Regions from separate parts of the Mus musculus genome. Here region 2 is linked to region 1. Evidence: chromatin contacts called from public Hi-C data. All regions are on one chromosome and are shown on one strand. The core of a region is the stretch at or near the end of the contact, and the rest is flanking DNA. Distances in the headings are between cores, read along the strand shown. Region 1 overlaps Smad3 (SMAD family member 3). Region 2 has its middle 24 kb from the start of Gm39359.

Region 1 (6,866 bases), core at 990-3,489:
GAAAAGAAAAGAAAAGAAAAGAAAAGAAAAGAAAAGAAAAGAGGGGCTAGAGAGATGGCTCGGTTAGGGAAGTGTCTGTCACACAAGCATGAAGGCCTGTGTTAGGATCCCCATCACCCACATGAGGGCCAGGGGCAGCACTGGACCACAGAGGTGGGTCCCTGGAGCTCGCCTGCTTGCTGGCCCAGCTGGATTAATGTAACATGCTCTAGGTACAGTGAGAAACCCTGTCTGAAACAATATGGTGGGACACACACACACACACACACACACACACACACAGAGTCAAGGCTCAGAAAGGTTAATGACTTGGCCAGTGCTGTAGAATGGGTCAGGAGCAGAAGACTGGGATCCAAACCCAGTTCTGATTCTCATGCGCATGCCCTTCTTCACAGTGCATGTAATGAAGCAGGCAGCCCATACAGCATTCTCTACATTACACATAGCCTACCTAGTAAGACTTCCAATACCCACCCCACCCGCACAAAAGGTTTCCCAGCAGGTCAAGAATAAAGACCATAAAAAAAGAGTCCATGTAGAACCATATCCACAAATAGCTGGGCCTCGACTAGCTCAGACTTAGTCATATTTCCTAAGTGATGGGAAAGGCACATTTTATTTTATTGCCTTTGAACTTCTCTGCCAGGGTACTGGGCAGAACCCAAAGGCAGAAAACCTGTGAGGCATAGGGTAGGTAGATATACAACCAGCCAATGAGCCACCAGTCCAGTCAACCCCATTGTCCAGGCAGGGACAATGATACAACTTCTGAGACTTGAGACCAAGGACATACACAGGACAATAAGAACCCTGCAAAAACTGTACTGTCACATGGCCGGCTGAGACTGAGTGGCCTACTGCCCTCTGCAGGCCTTAGTGCCCAGAAGAGCAGAGACAGGTGGCCAGTCACCTGTTCAAGGAGAGGACCTGCCTGAGGAGGACCCAGGACTGAGGACTAAAGACAAGCTCTTTTCTTTTTAAAGGTGGTGTCCGGCAGGCGGAGAGGGAGGAGGAGGAAAAACAAGACGCCAGTAGACGTTTCCCATTCAACCTCAGACAGGGTAAATATTTGCTCGTCCACTGTGAGCTTGGCTCTGAGAGAATCCTCAGCTTGGCCGCCTGGGTTCACACTGGCATCTGGTCTTGATTTGAGGCCCAAGGCAGCCAGTGCTTAGCCCATGGCACCGAGACCAGTCTCCTGCTTTGTCTGAGAGCTAAATGGATCCCACTGGACAACAGTGAGAGAACACCCACCAGAGAGGCCCTGTTGCTCACACACAAGCACCAGGCCATGCTGGCAATGAGGCGGCCCATGTGGGCTGTGCTCATCTCTTCCCCAGGGAGCTGCATGGGAGGCGCATGGCCTCCAACTCCACCACGAAGAGCCTAGGACAGAGCAGACACACACACACACACACACACACACACACACACACACACACACACACACGCCAGTGCCACACCACCACTGGAGCCAGCCACACTATCCACAAGCTGAGGGAGATCTATTTCCTGAGGGCCTACTGTGTGCCAGAAATTGCTTAAAGTTTTGAGTGACAGCCATGGATAAGACTGGAAAAAAGTCATCTTTAGGGAGTGGCCATTTAACACAGAATGACAAATTATAGTATTTTCATGGCTGACACAGGTTGACCGTCTGGAGCCCAGAAGTCTGGGGTCCGGACACAGTGTCTTGGATACACCCCACCACTCGAGAGGAAATGAGGGGCAGGAATCACAATTCATGCTCCAATCTCCTGACGTGTAAAGAAGGCTTCAAGAACATCTGGCTTGACACCCCTTGACAAGATGGAACTAAGCTCCCAAAAGGCCTCGAAGGTTACCTGTACTCACTCTAAGGAAGTGACATAAACTCTGACACCAGAGCACCAGCACGCACAGAGCTAAAATGAGGAAAGACGAAACCCAAACAGCAGCCCAGGGACTCGCAGCTGTCCATCAAAGACTGTTTCCCAGGGACGAACGCCCCCACACGCTGGCCCTGCCAAGACAGATAACTCTTAGTCAAGCAAGTTGCTTAACTGGGCCTGTGTGTGGGTTCCCAGGCCGTGGTCCCACCCTGTGGGAACCCAGCATGTGGGGCTCCCACTTAAGTGAGCGGCTGGAATCAATCGCCCCTCGGCCGCAGCTCTTGCCCACAAGTTGCTCTTCTGGTCAACGCGCTTGAGCTGAGCGGTGACCTAAGCCAGCCCAAATCGGCTCGGCAGCAGCCTCTGTCATCCTGCTTCAGTGAGCACAAGGCTCACATTTCAGACCATTTGCTCCCTTGGGCATGGCTCAGAGGACTCAGCTGTCTTTAAAAAAATGCTTTTCATATTTCAAATCAAAAATAAATACCACGCACTCTGGAAGCAAGCCATCACAGATGTCTGCTGAACTATAAAAGTGAAAGGGGCCGAGAAGGCTGAGAAAGTGGTGGGTCATGTTCCCCTGCGCTGACTGCCTCCGTCTACAACGGGATGGAAGAGCAGGACTGAAGCTCAGGTCACAGGCTCGTGTCTGGTGTGACCAATGACAATAAAGGGGGGGGGGCACATATTCGTACTAGTTGAGGAAAGCATGTGCCCTTTGGGCTTATCCAGAAATGCCACCTCACAGAAGGTTCCTGCAAACACAGTGGGAAAAAGAGTAGGTGGCTGGCACAGGAGCTCGTGGGCTCAGGTGCATCTAACAGAAGGGGGGGAGGTCTAGCATCAGGGGCTGGGTCAGCAAGTTGCACAGAGGTGTGCCCAGTTATCCATCCACAGACGTTCACCAAGTTTACTTCTGGTGACTCCTGACTTCCTTTATTCTGCCCTTCTGCCCTCTTGGCTTCCCTAGTAGGTGCCCACAAGAGCATGGTGACATGCATTCTGGGAAATGCTTGGCTAGGTGACTTACACTCAGTTACTGCCACACTGCATTCTCTTCTATGTCAGGGCGGGGGTTTGGGGGTGCTGTGCACATATATGGTATAGCCTCTGACTCCTGAGGCTACAATGAGCAAATCAACCAGAGATTACATCATACACAGGAGAAAATGACAAAGCCAAGAGATGCATAAACACAGGGTATCGGACTCCGTCAGCACAGTGTGGCATCGTCTGTGGGCACCGTTTGGCTCTCCAGTGCACCTCAGTGAAAAAGCTTGTGGTCTGATTTGTAATCATGGCTTGATTGGTGTTTCAGATACTTGCTGGTCTGTGGAAGCCAGCATCCCTGTTCCCAAACCTCACAAATGAGGCTCCAAATCATTAGGAAGTATGTTCTAAAATAATAAAAATATAATAAATATGTAAACCGGTAGAACACTATTATTCTCTGGGTAGGATTGTATGTGCTCTGTTTTTATTCTACAGGCATGAGACTCAGGTGTTTCCACATCTATATCACCTGACATGTGTGTGTGTGCTCGAGAGTGTGCTATGACAGCCATAACATAACCAATGATGGGACTTCTTTTCAGCTCCATTATAATCTTTGAGGACAGCTGTTATGCATACAGCTTCTCCTTAGCCAAACATCATGATGTAGCACACGAGGGTAAATTCACAGTACCTGTGCTTTGCAGTGGTCGACTCCTGGTTTGACTTGTCCCTCAGCTTCTTGCTAGTCAGTGGGAGCCAGCCATCTCAATTTCCAGACTTCCAAGATGAAGTTTCTGGCTCTTTAAGGCCAGGCTTGGGTTCCCACCTTTGTCAAAGTCAGGGTCATCTGGCTACCAGCCTTCCCGGCTGCCCTTGGACGTCTGCCCAGCTCTTCAGATGCCTTCACTTGGGCATACAGTAGTGAGGGGTTCAAGGCCACATGAAAGCTGAAATCATATGCAGAACTTCACACTTTCTATTTCAGCAGACACAGGCAAGGCTCTCAATCTATGGGACCTGCTTGCTGACCGGCATAGCCTATCCAGGGGGTGTGACTGGGTATAAAGGTATCTTACACTCCCAAGGACAGAGAAGTCCCTTTCTTTTCTGGAAATATTCCCAAAATGTACCATCTAATCTCTTCTCAAAGATTTCATTTTCTCTGAAGGTACTAGATTCTTAGATTCTCTCTCCCTTTCCTCTCTCTCTCCTCTCTCTGTCCCCGTCTCTCCTCTCTCCCCTCTCTTCCTCTCGCCCCCTAGTCATTGTGTGTGTGCATACACACACATGTATATACCACACATGTGGTTCCTACTGGTGCATGTGTGTATACATGAGTACATGTATACATGAGTACGTGTATGCACATGTACACATGAGTATGGTGGGAGGCCAGAGGTCAACTCCAAGTGTTGTTACTCAGAAGCGACCCACCTTCTTTTTTAAACAGTTTCTGGGGCTGGAGAGATGGCTCCACAGTTATGAGCAATGGTGTTTTTCCAGAGAACCCAGGTTCAATTCTCAGTAGCTACTTATGACACTCCACAGTCTATATCTATTCCAGGATGTTCCCTTTAGGTATTGTGGGCAACAGACGTGTGTGTGTGTGTGTGTGTGTGTGTGTGTGTTTTAGAAAGGCTATTAGCTGTTGGAGGCCTTCCCTCAGTGGCAGCTGGGTGGCTGACAGCTTTTTGTGTCATTTCATTCACTAATGTTCTCAGCATAGATAAGAGCCTTTGGCCGGCCTCATTGTGGAGACTGAACTCAAGCCCTTATCCTGGGCCTTCACCAATGAAGCAATCTCCCAGCCTAGGGAAATAGATTGTCTGCCCATCTGTTTGTCTGTTTCAGAGACGATCAATCCTCTGTTCCTTGGGCTCAGGATAAAGTGAATGTTTTCCCTGCAGAGATCAACAAGTCTTGAGGCACCTGGCACCCTGGCACTCACTGATCCTGGCTTCATTCATTCATAGGACACGGCCTTTAAACAAAAAAGGTGAGAGCCTAACCAGCACTTCAGCTGTACCTGCAGTACACCTAAAAGCTGGGACAGGGGAGCACACATTCCTCTTTCCCAGGCTTGCTGGACACCAGAGGACATTCCTATCATACCTGTTCTCACGAGTGGTGGGACCTGCTAAGAGTCTGTCCACTCTAGCAGTCCAAGAGTCACCGCAGAAACATACTTAGCCCCATTCTTTAGGGACCTTCAATGTAAGTCCAACCTAATCACCCCAACTTTGGGATTCAGGGGCTAAGCACCTGCTGTGCACCAGATGTGGTGCCAGGACAGGACTGCTGGAATGGGGGAGGGGTGACGGCAGCACTGTCACACAGTTGCCCTGTGATGGGCCTTACAATATGCCAGGAGTGGGGGCTGATCTCTGAAACACATGATTTGGTCCTCAAAACCAATTCATGGGATTTGTCACCTGATTCAGGAATGAAAAAAAAAAAAAAAGATTTGTAGAATGCCAATGTCACAGCTGGCAGTCTTATGGCTTCCTCTTCACAGGGCAGGGTCTGGACAGAGAGCTACCCAACCCCCAAAGCCCTGTTCCCTCCCCAAAACTATCCTGACAGATCCTGGCTTAAAATCGAAGCTAGGAGCTACTCTCTCCATCCACTTACTTCTCTGGGGCTTAGTATTTTTCATCCCAGAACAGCAGATATTTAAGGAGACTTCCTCTGGTTTAGTCATAGATGTTTTAGGGAGACCTAAGGAAATCAGACGTCTTTCTGGTGACCTTAGAAGCTGAATGGACAAGGGCCTGCTGTCCTGCCTCCTTCGTGAATGCTCTCATCAGCATAAGAGAGCCTGAGTATAGCTGCCCCTGACTGAGCAGAGCTGCCCCTGTTCCAGCTCTCCCTCCCCACATACTCTCCCTCCTGCCCCTCTACAGCCCTTCACAGTTTCCAGGAGCTGCCCATCCAGGGCAAGGCAGGGACAAAAGAGAGCAGGGGACTAAAGTGTCCTCAGAGATGATAGGCAGGCTGGTGACTGGGGCCGGAAGTGCCAAGGGCCCTTGCTGGCAGCCAGCCTGCATCACAGGCTGACAGGAAACAGGAGAAGACAGCACTGAGGCCGCGTGGAAATCCCCACCGGGCTCCACGCCGGGGTTGTGACTCAGAGTCCTAGGCAGCCGGAGAGCTACCCTCCCACCCCAGCCCCCCAGGCAGGGTGGAGAAGAGGCCACAGGAAATAGGTCACTGTATCTGTGCACAAAGATGCAGGGGCCTGGCATCCACCAAGCTACAGATGCCAAGATGTGGGGCACTGACGAAGGGCATGGATTCAGGGACCCTGGGTCCCCCTGCAATCCTGAGACGTTCCTTTCTAAAGGGAGAGCTTCAGCAGCCGCCGCAGAGACCCACCCCTCTTTTAAAACCTGCTCTTCAGAGACTCAAGGAGTCCGTGAAGGATGGATCCTACCATCTACCCAGAGGCCAGACAACTCCACTCCACAGAGCTCAGCCCTCTCATTCCCCAGGATGGGCTAGCTGGCTCTTCAGGAGATCCCCCAAGAGACTGCCCAATGCAGTCACCATCCTAAGCAGGGACCTCTACCAGGTCTACCCTTCAGTCACAATGGCCGTGTGTTACAGAGGTCACATCTTTTGCTTCCAAAAAGGAAACAAACAGGATTCAAAAATAGAAACACTTTTTTGTTTAAAGGCCGTGTCCTATGAATGTTATGAGACTCAATGTCAAGGCAGGGGCTTGAGATACAAGAAATTCATCCCTTCTCCGATCCCCTCTGACACCCTAGGGAGCTCCAGGCCCTGGAAAGTGCCCAGTTCCTGACTGTGACATTGACATGATCAATTTCTTTGTCTTTATTTTTCTTCAAGATAGGGTCTCACTACACAGCCCTAGCCGGCCTAGAACTCACTGTGTACACCAAGCTAGCCTTAAACTCACAGAGATCCATCCACCTGCCTCTGCCTCTATCTCTGCCTCCGAAGCGCTTAGAAGAGACACATGTACCATCACACCTA
Region 2 (6,693 bases), core at 1,022-3,521, 120 kb after region 1:
AACAAACTCTTAATCTGCAGATGACATGGGTAGAAAATTAAAAGGAAAACACACACACACATACACACACACAAAATATCTCAGTATTAGTCCATGAATTTAGGAAAATCACAGGATTATTAAATATATTAAATATCGTATTTATTTAAGTTCATTGAAATAAGGTCTCTATCTAGCTGAGGCTAGCCTAAGACTCACTGTATAGCTTATGTTGCCCCAGAACTTAAAATCTTCATGTGTCTTTCTCCCAAATGTGGGGATTAAAATTAAGGAGGTATACCACCATGCCCAGTTAATATCAATATTTTGATAGCCAATTGTAGCTTATATACTAGCAACAGTTGGAAATTCGAAATGTGAAAGCAAAATCCTCGTTTAATGAGGTGGCAGGTATCTGCAGCAGAACTGTCACAGCGTTCTCTGCTGACAGGAGCTGAGTGCCCACAGAGCCTCTGCTCACCTTCATGGTGGCTCTTCCCTTCAGTCTAACCCAGTGGCATTTCTACAGTTACAATTCTTTTTAAAACTCTGTGGGCCACCAAAATGCAAAGTATGGGTCTGGAGACATGGCTCAGTGATAAGGAGCCTGCTGGTCAGTTTCTATTACATGGTTGGTGGCTCACAACCACCTGTGCTCTGGTGCTTTCCAGAGCATGTGGCGCCACCTTCTGGCCTCTATGGGCACTGCACTCATGTGCACAAACCCACAGAAAGGTACACACAATTTTTTTTTAAAAATCAATTTATTCATTTTAAAAAATATGAAACATGGAGGAACAGAACCAACAAAATATGGACAGGATCTTTACACTGAAGACGTTGATAGCATTATGGAAGCAATGGAGGACCATCCAAGTGACATCACTCTCCCTGGGTCAGAAGTCTTGACATCAGGAAGGGCTAGTTAATCCTCCTAAGGCCAAGCTACACATTTTTCAAATTTTTGGAATTATTTATTTATCTATTTAGTGTATGTGAGTTCACTGTTGCTCCTTCAGACACGACAGAAGAGGGCATCAGACCCCATTACAGGTGTCTGTGAGCCACCATGTGGGAATTGAACTCAGGACCTCTGGAAGAGCTGTTAGTGCTCTTAACCACTGAGCCCTCTCTCCAGCCCTTAGTAGTCTTTTTATGTTAAAAAAAATTAATGGATTGCAGAAAAAGACATGGTATAGTCCAAACAATTTCGTGAAATGTGGAGGTTATTGAAACTGTGCTGTTTAGTTTCCAAATCCATAAAACTTCAGTAATCAAACCAGTGCAGAATTAGCATCAAATGGATTAAATACTGCAACACAGCAGAGTATTGAAACATACTCCATATGTACTCAACTTGTTAAAAAGTTATATTTTTTATTTGATATGTATGAGTGTTTAGCTCAAATCTCTGTGCACCACAGACATGCCCTTGGATGTCGTCATCATCATCATTATTATCATTATTACTTATTGGTGTTTTGCCTGTATATATATCTCTGCATCATATGCACTGTTACCTGTAGAGCCCAGAAGAGAGTATCATGTCCCCTGGAATCATAGTTACAGACAGTTGTATATCATGTGGGTGCTGGGAATTGAATCCAGGTCCTCTGGAAAAGCAGCCAGTGCTCTTAACCACTGAGCTATCTCTTCAGCCCTACATCCATGTTCTTAATGGCTATTTGTATGTTCTATCTGGAGAAATGTCTACAAATTCTTTGCCCATTTTCCAACCATATTTTCTTTTTTTTTTTTATTACTGCAAGATTTTCTCTTTTTTTGGTGTTTTTGATATACCCTTAATGTAAGTCCTTTTCCAGATATGTGACTTACAAATGTTTTCGCCCATTCCATGCCTTGCCTTTTTGCTTTCTGGAAGCTATTCTTTCCAGCCCCAAACATTTAAGTTTCGATGTGAAGACTGTGAACACTCTAACTGCTGCTCAGACTTCAGGAGATGCCACTACCATTTCCTTGCAAATACCATGTTAAGGAATGGAAAGGCAAGCTGCATGCAGACTTATGTGTAAATCCTTAACAGAATTTAACGTTGACTTGTATTCCAGATAGATAATCTCTTTTCACATCAATTCAATGAAGAGAAATAACTTGGGTTTAAAATGGGCAAGAGATTTGGGCAGCTTCTCCAGAGACTAAACACCAATACCAATCACATGAAGAACGAAAAATCCTTGGCATTATTAATCCTCAAAGAATGAAATGCAGTCCTGCAGCACAGCTCATACCCCTGAGACAGGCTGGCATTACAGAGCCTGACCACACATGTGTTGGCAAGCATGTGGAATGCAGACATTCTGCCGCGTGTGCACTGCTGGTGGGGATGGTGTCACATGGGACAGACACTTGGGAAAACAGTTTGCTGGCTATGAAAAAGTTAAACACATATTTGCCTTCTATTCTGGCCACTTTATGCTGAGGTATCACACAAGTGAAATAAATATAAAAGTCCACATAAAAACTCTGTGCATGAATGCTTATAAAATGCTATAAATATAAGCATATAACTCATTCATTCATTCATTCCATACAGAGCCTCACTCTGTAGTCAAGCTCACTATGTAGCCCAGGCTATCACTCTCAAGCTCACTATGTAGCCCAGGCTATCATACTCAAGTTCACTACATAGCCCAGGTCTTGAATTCTCGGTCCTCCAGTCTTGGCCTTGAAGGTACCTATCATTCAAGATGATTTTTTTTTTACAAGTATGTTTGCCTGTGTTTATGTCTGGGCACCATGCATGTGCAGGGTCCTGGGGGACCAGAAGAGGGCAGTGGATCCCTTGGAACTGGAGTAACAGAGAGTTGTGAGCCATCAGGTAGGTGCTGGGAACCAAACCCAGTTCCTCAAAAAGAACAACAAGTGTCCTTACTCACTGAGCAATCCTTCCAGCACCTCCAAGATCTACCTTTAAAATGGTTTGTGAGGAAGGTCATGCTAAGTTATAACTCATGTGGTGTCTGTGGCCCAGTGAGCAGTGGAGAAAACGTAACCAGCTGTGTCCTGATGGCTCCTTAGCTCCCCACAGCTGCTTTATGCAATCTATTGCTACATGAAATGCAGAAGTTATTTGTGCGAAAACAGCATAACTATGCTAAGAAATAAAAATGAATCTGAAAATTCAATCATGATCTCCTTTCTGGACAGATCAACTCATTTATTTTCCCTTGTTCCCATCTGGCACTTGTCTGCATGCATAAAACATTTTTACACAGCTATAAAAATCCAATTTTGCATTCAACTCTGTGAAAACAATTGTCATATCACAGGCTGGTTCCCACTCTCCTGCTTCATCTTCTCAATTATTTTTAATGACTGTGTCAGTCACTCTGCAGATCTGTCCTCTTTTAACATTGCCTCTGTTGCTGGACATAAATGGGTTTTTGTTGTTGTTACTCTTTTATTTTTACAGTTACTATGAGAAAACAACATTGCAGCGAGGCTGGCAAGATGGCCCACCGGTAAAGGTGGCTGAGACCAAGACTGAATTTGAGTCTTAGCACCTACATGATGGAAATGGAGAACTGACTCCCATGTTGTTCTCACACGCACATCAAGAAATATGTGTTTTAAATGGTGTGGCTAATATTTGCATGGATAATGCCTCAGTGCTGGTTGTTGTTCTTGTTGGTTGGTTTTTGGTTTTTGGTTTTTTTGAGACAGGATTTCTCTGTGTAGCCCTGGCTGTCCTGGAATTCACTCTGAAGACCAGGCTGGCCTCGAACTCAAGGAGCTCTGCCTGCCTCTGCCTCTGAGTACAGGGATTAAAGGCGTGCGCCAGCATTTGCCTCAGCTTTGATTCCTTTACTGTTACATTAGAGTGATGACTTGAGTACAGTCTCTGGAACCCACAGTGGAAGGAATGAACCAACTCCTAAGAGCTCTCCTCTGGTTGACACATACCACACAGTGGCATGAACTCATGTATACATATACACACACATACATACACACATGCATATACGCACATATAAATATATATCACACCCATATCTGTATATATTATATACACATGCACACAGTAGTAAATGTAAATCAAACTTTTTTTTATAGAAGTCTCTGATGGAGAGATGGGCACACTCCTGAAATCTGAGCACTTGGGTGGTAGGAATAGGCTGATCAGAGTCCAAGACCATTTTTGGCTATGTGGTGAGCTACTGGCCAGCCTGGGCTACATGAGACCTTGTCTCTAACAAAACATAAAACCCCTCAATGTATGCTGGCAAGGGAAAGGTTTTCTAAGAAGTGATGGTAAAGGGGTCCTTTGGATGACAAGGAGCTTCTAGGTGGAGGGGAAGAAATGGAATTCTAAGCAGAAGGTGCAGCCTTGTAAAGCAATCAAGGTTAAGGAACTGGAACAAGGTGGAGCCAGCTGGAGCACAAAGAGCAGAGGGACCATGGAACAGACGGTCCAACTCTGAGGCGCTGGAAGAGTTCGGCTTTCTCCTGAGGGTCTCAGAATCCCACTCCAGTGCAGAATCTCCCCAGTGAGGGGAAGGAGAGAGAGCAGGTCTGAGGGCGCTGATGGAGAGCTGCACACTGGTCCAGATGAAAGATGGCCAAGACAAGATGACAAGAGACAGGGAGAACTTGGAAAGTGTCGAAGAGGTAACACTTGGATGAAACAATGGTGGGTGTAAGAAGTGGGCAGTGGGTGAGCACAGGAAGGGCCAGCTTTGAATCTTGACTTAAGAGAATGGAGTGAGGGACTGGAGAGATGGCTCAGCAGGTAAGAGCACTGGCTGTTCTTCCTGAGGACAGTGTTCAATTCTTAGCATTCACATGCCATTTCACAACTGTTTGTGATCCAGTTTCAAGTGGTTTAACACCCTCACACAGACATGTGCATTTGCCAATGCACATAAAAAATCATTTTTTAAAAAGAGAGACTGGATTTCATGTCTTTAGTCATAGCACTTAGGAAGCAGAGGCAGGCAGAGCTCTGTGAGTTTGAAGGCAGTTTGAGTATAGTGAGTCCTAGGCCAGCCAGAGCTACAAAATGAGACCCGGTTACCAAAAAATATATAAAATAAAATAAGAGAAGGAGGGGCTGAGTGAGGGGCGAGAGAGAGAGAGAGAGACAGAGACAGACAGAGAGAGACAGAGAGAGACAGAGACAGAGAGAGACAGAGACAGACATACACAGAGAGAGCGAGAGCGAGCGAGCAAGAGAGAATATGAATATGGAGACTGGACAGCTGGTGCAGTGATTAAGAGCACTTGCTGTTCTTGCAGAGGATCTAGGTTCAGATCACAGCCCCCCGAATGGCTCAGAACCATCTGCAACTCCAGTTCCAGGGGATCAGGACCCTTTTCTGGCTCCACTTACACCAAAGCAGCAAAAGGCATACACATGAAATAAAAGTAACTCTAAGAAGGAGAAAAAAAAAAGAAACAGACAGACAGAGAAAATGGAGGCTGGAGAAATAACTTAATCTTCTAGAAGGCCCTGGTACTCACTTCAGACAGCTCAGTACCACCTAGAACCCCAGTTCCAGAAGATACAATACTTCTGGCTTCCACAAGCACCAGCCCCCACCTGTTACGCACAAATAATAAAAACAGATCTTTAAAAAAAAAAAAGAAAGAGAACGGATGGTGGTGCCATGAAAATGGTAACGATGAACAGAAGGTTTCGATTGTCTCTGAGAAAGAAGAGCTAACAGGCAACTGGACTCCAGGTCCAGAAGTCAGGGCAAGTGTGCTTAAGGCTCAGGAGCACACAAATGGTGACAGAAGTCACCAGTGGGCAAGTCACCCAAGAGGGAGGCAGAGAGAACTGGATCAGGCGAGGTGAAGGAAGACAGTTAGCCAAGGACTCTGAAAGGGATGAGGGAAGAGACAGAGCAGGAGTGGATGTGACAGGAAGAGATGCTGGGTATTAGTGTACACTGCTGTAAAAGGTCCTGGCAATACACAAGGAATCAGACAGGCCAAGAGATAGATGAACTCGAAGAAAGCCCATGGGAACCATGTGTCTCCATAGCCCCTTCCAGGATGGGGATGACAGCAGAGAGTTGGTGGAAGATTGGGCCTGGGTTTAGATTCATGTCCCCCGTACCCCAGGAAGGAGGACTTGTGAGTGCTGAATGCTAACGGGAAAGCTTGGGTCAAAGTGAGGAGGAGGGAATATGGCTCAGTTAGCAGAGGGCTCGCCTAGCATGCATTACATAAAGGCTTGCCATCTCAATATTTGGGGGGTGGAGGCAGGAGGATCAGAGGTCCATGGGGAGACTCGGCTAAAATTCAAGTTCAAGGCCTTTTTGAGTTACATGAGAGTCATGCTTTAAAAACAGAAACAAAGCGAGAGAGAGGCGGTCTAGGAAGGGGTGGCGCTGATAGACTAAGGCACGCTGAGTGGGACGTACAAGCCCAGAATTTGGTTTGACACTCTGTGGTTACTATCATGGAAATTCCTAACAACTTCTGAAGATGAGCCCTCATTCTAAGTGGACCACAGGCCCCATGGCTGACACCACAGCCCCATAGCTGACACAGCCCATCCAGCTTCCAGTGATGTGGGAGGCGTTGCCTTTGCCACTCCTCCCCAAGATGGCTATTCATGTAATAAAAAGAAGTGGGGTCCTCACTGTTCCTTGGTGACTGGCCAGATCAACTGTGTCTCCTCACATCTACTAACTAACCACCTTTCTTTTTGGATGACCTTACATATGAGCCTATGGTCTTTGCTTT

The links. Hi-C and Micro-C count contacts between places; a contact is called where the count stands out from the background.
Region 2: a contact with region 1 is called in a Hi-C map of myocytes, with 2.0 times the contacts expected there. The contact joins two enhancer-like sites. A contact is called at or near these places in 4 of 15 datasets of contacts at CTCF or cohesin (CD8 T cells, the NIH/3T3 cell line, embryonic stem cells and 1 more), 11 of 484 Hi-C or Micro-C datasets (CD8 T cells, the G1E-ER4 cell line, double positive thymocytes and 7 more), 4 of 115 datasets of contacts at active chromatin or transcription factors (the 230-238 cell line, the HPC-7 cell line, double positive thymocytes and 1 more) and 3 of 9 other capture datasets (adipose tissue, embryonic stem cells and liver).

What each region holds. Positions count from the first base shown.
Region 1 is chr9:63,700,597-63,707,462 of GRCm38.p6, forward strand. The region is part of intron 1 of Smad3 (SMAD family member 3); the gene reads right to left. Among named protein-coding and RNA genes, the nearest start is that of Gm51710, 28 kb to the right of the region's middle. Within about 2 kb of position 2,240, at least 78 of the 459 cell types and tissues checked have an H3K27ac peak or open chromatin away from gene starts, as enhancers often do. A contact at or near this core is called in embryonic fibroblasts and myocytes, where this site is marked.
Region 2 is chr9:63,816,085-63,822,777 of GRCm38.p6, forward strand. No RefSeq gene overlaps it. Among named protein-coding and RNA genes, the nearest start is that of Gm39359, 24 kb to the left of the region's middle. Within about 2 kb of position 2,272, at least 7 of the 459 cell types and tissues checked have an H3K27ac peak or open chromatin away from gene starts, as enhancers often do. A contact at or near this core is called in embryonic fibroblasts and myocytes, where this site is marked.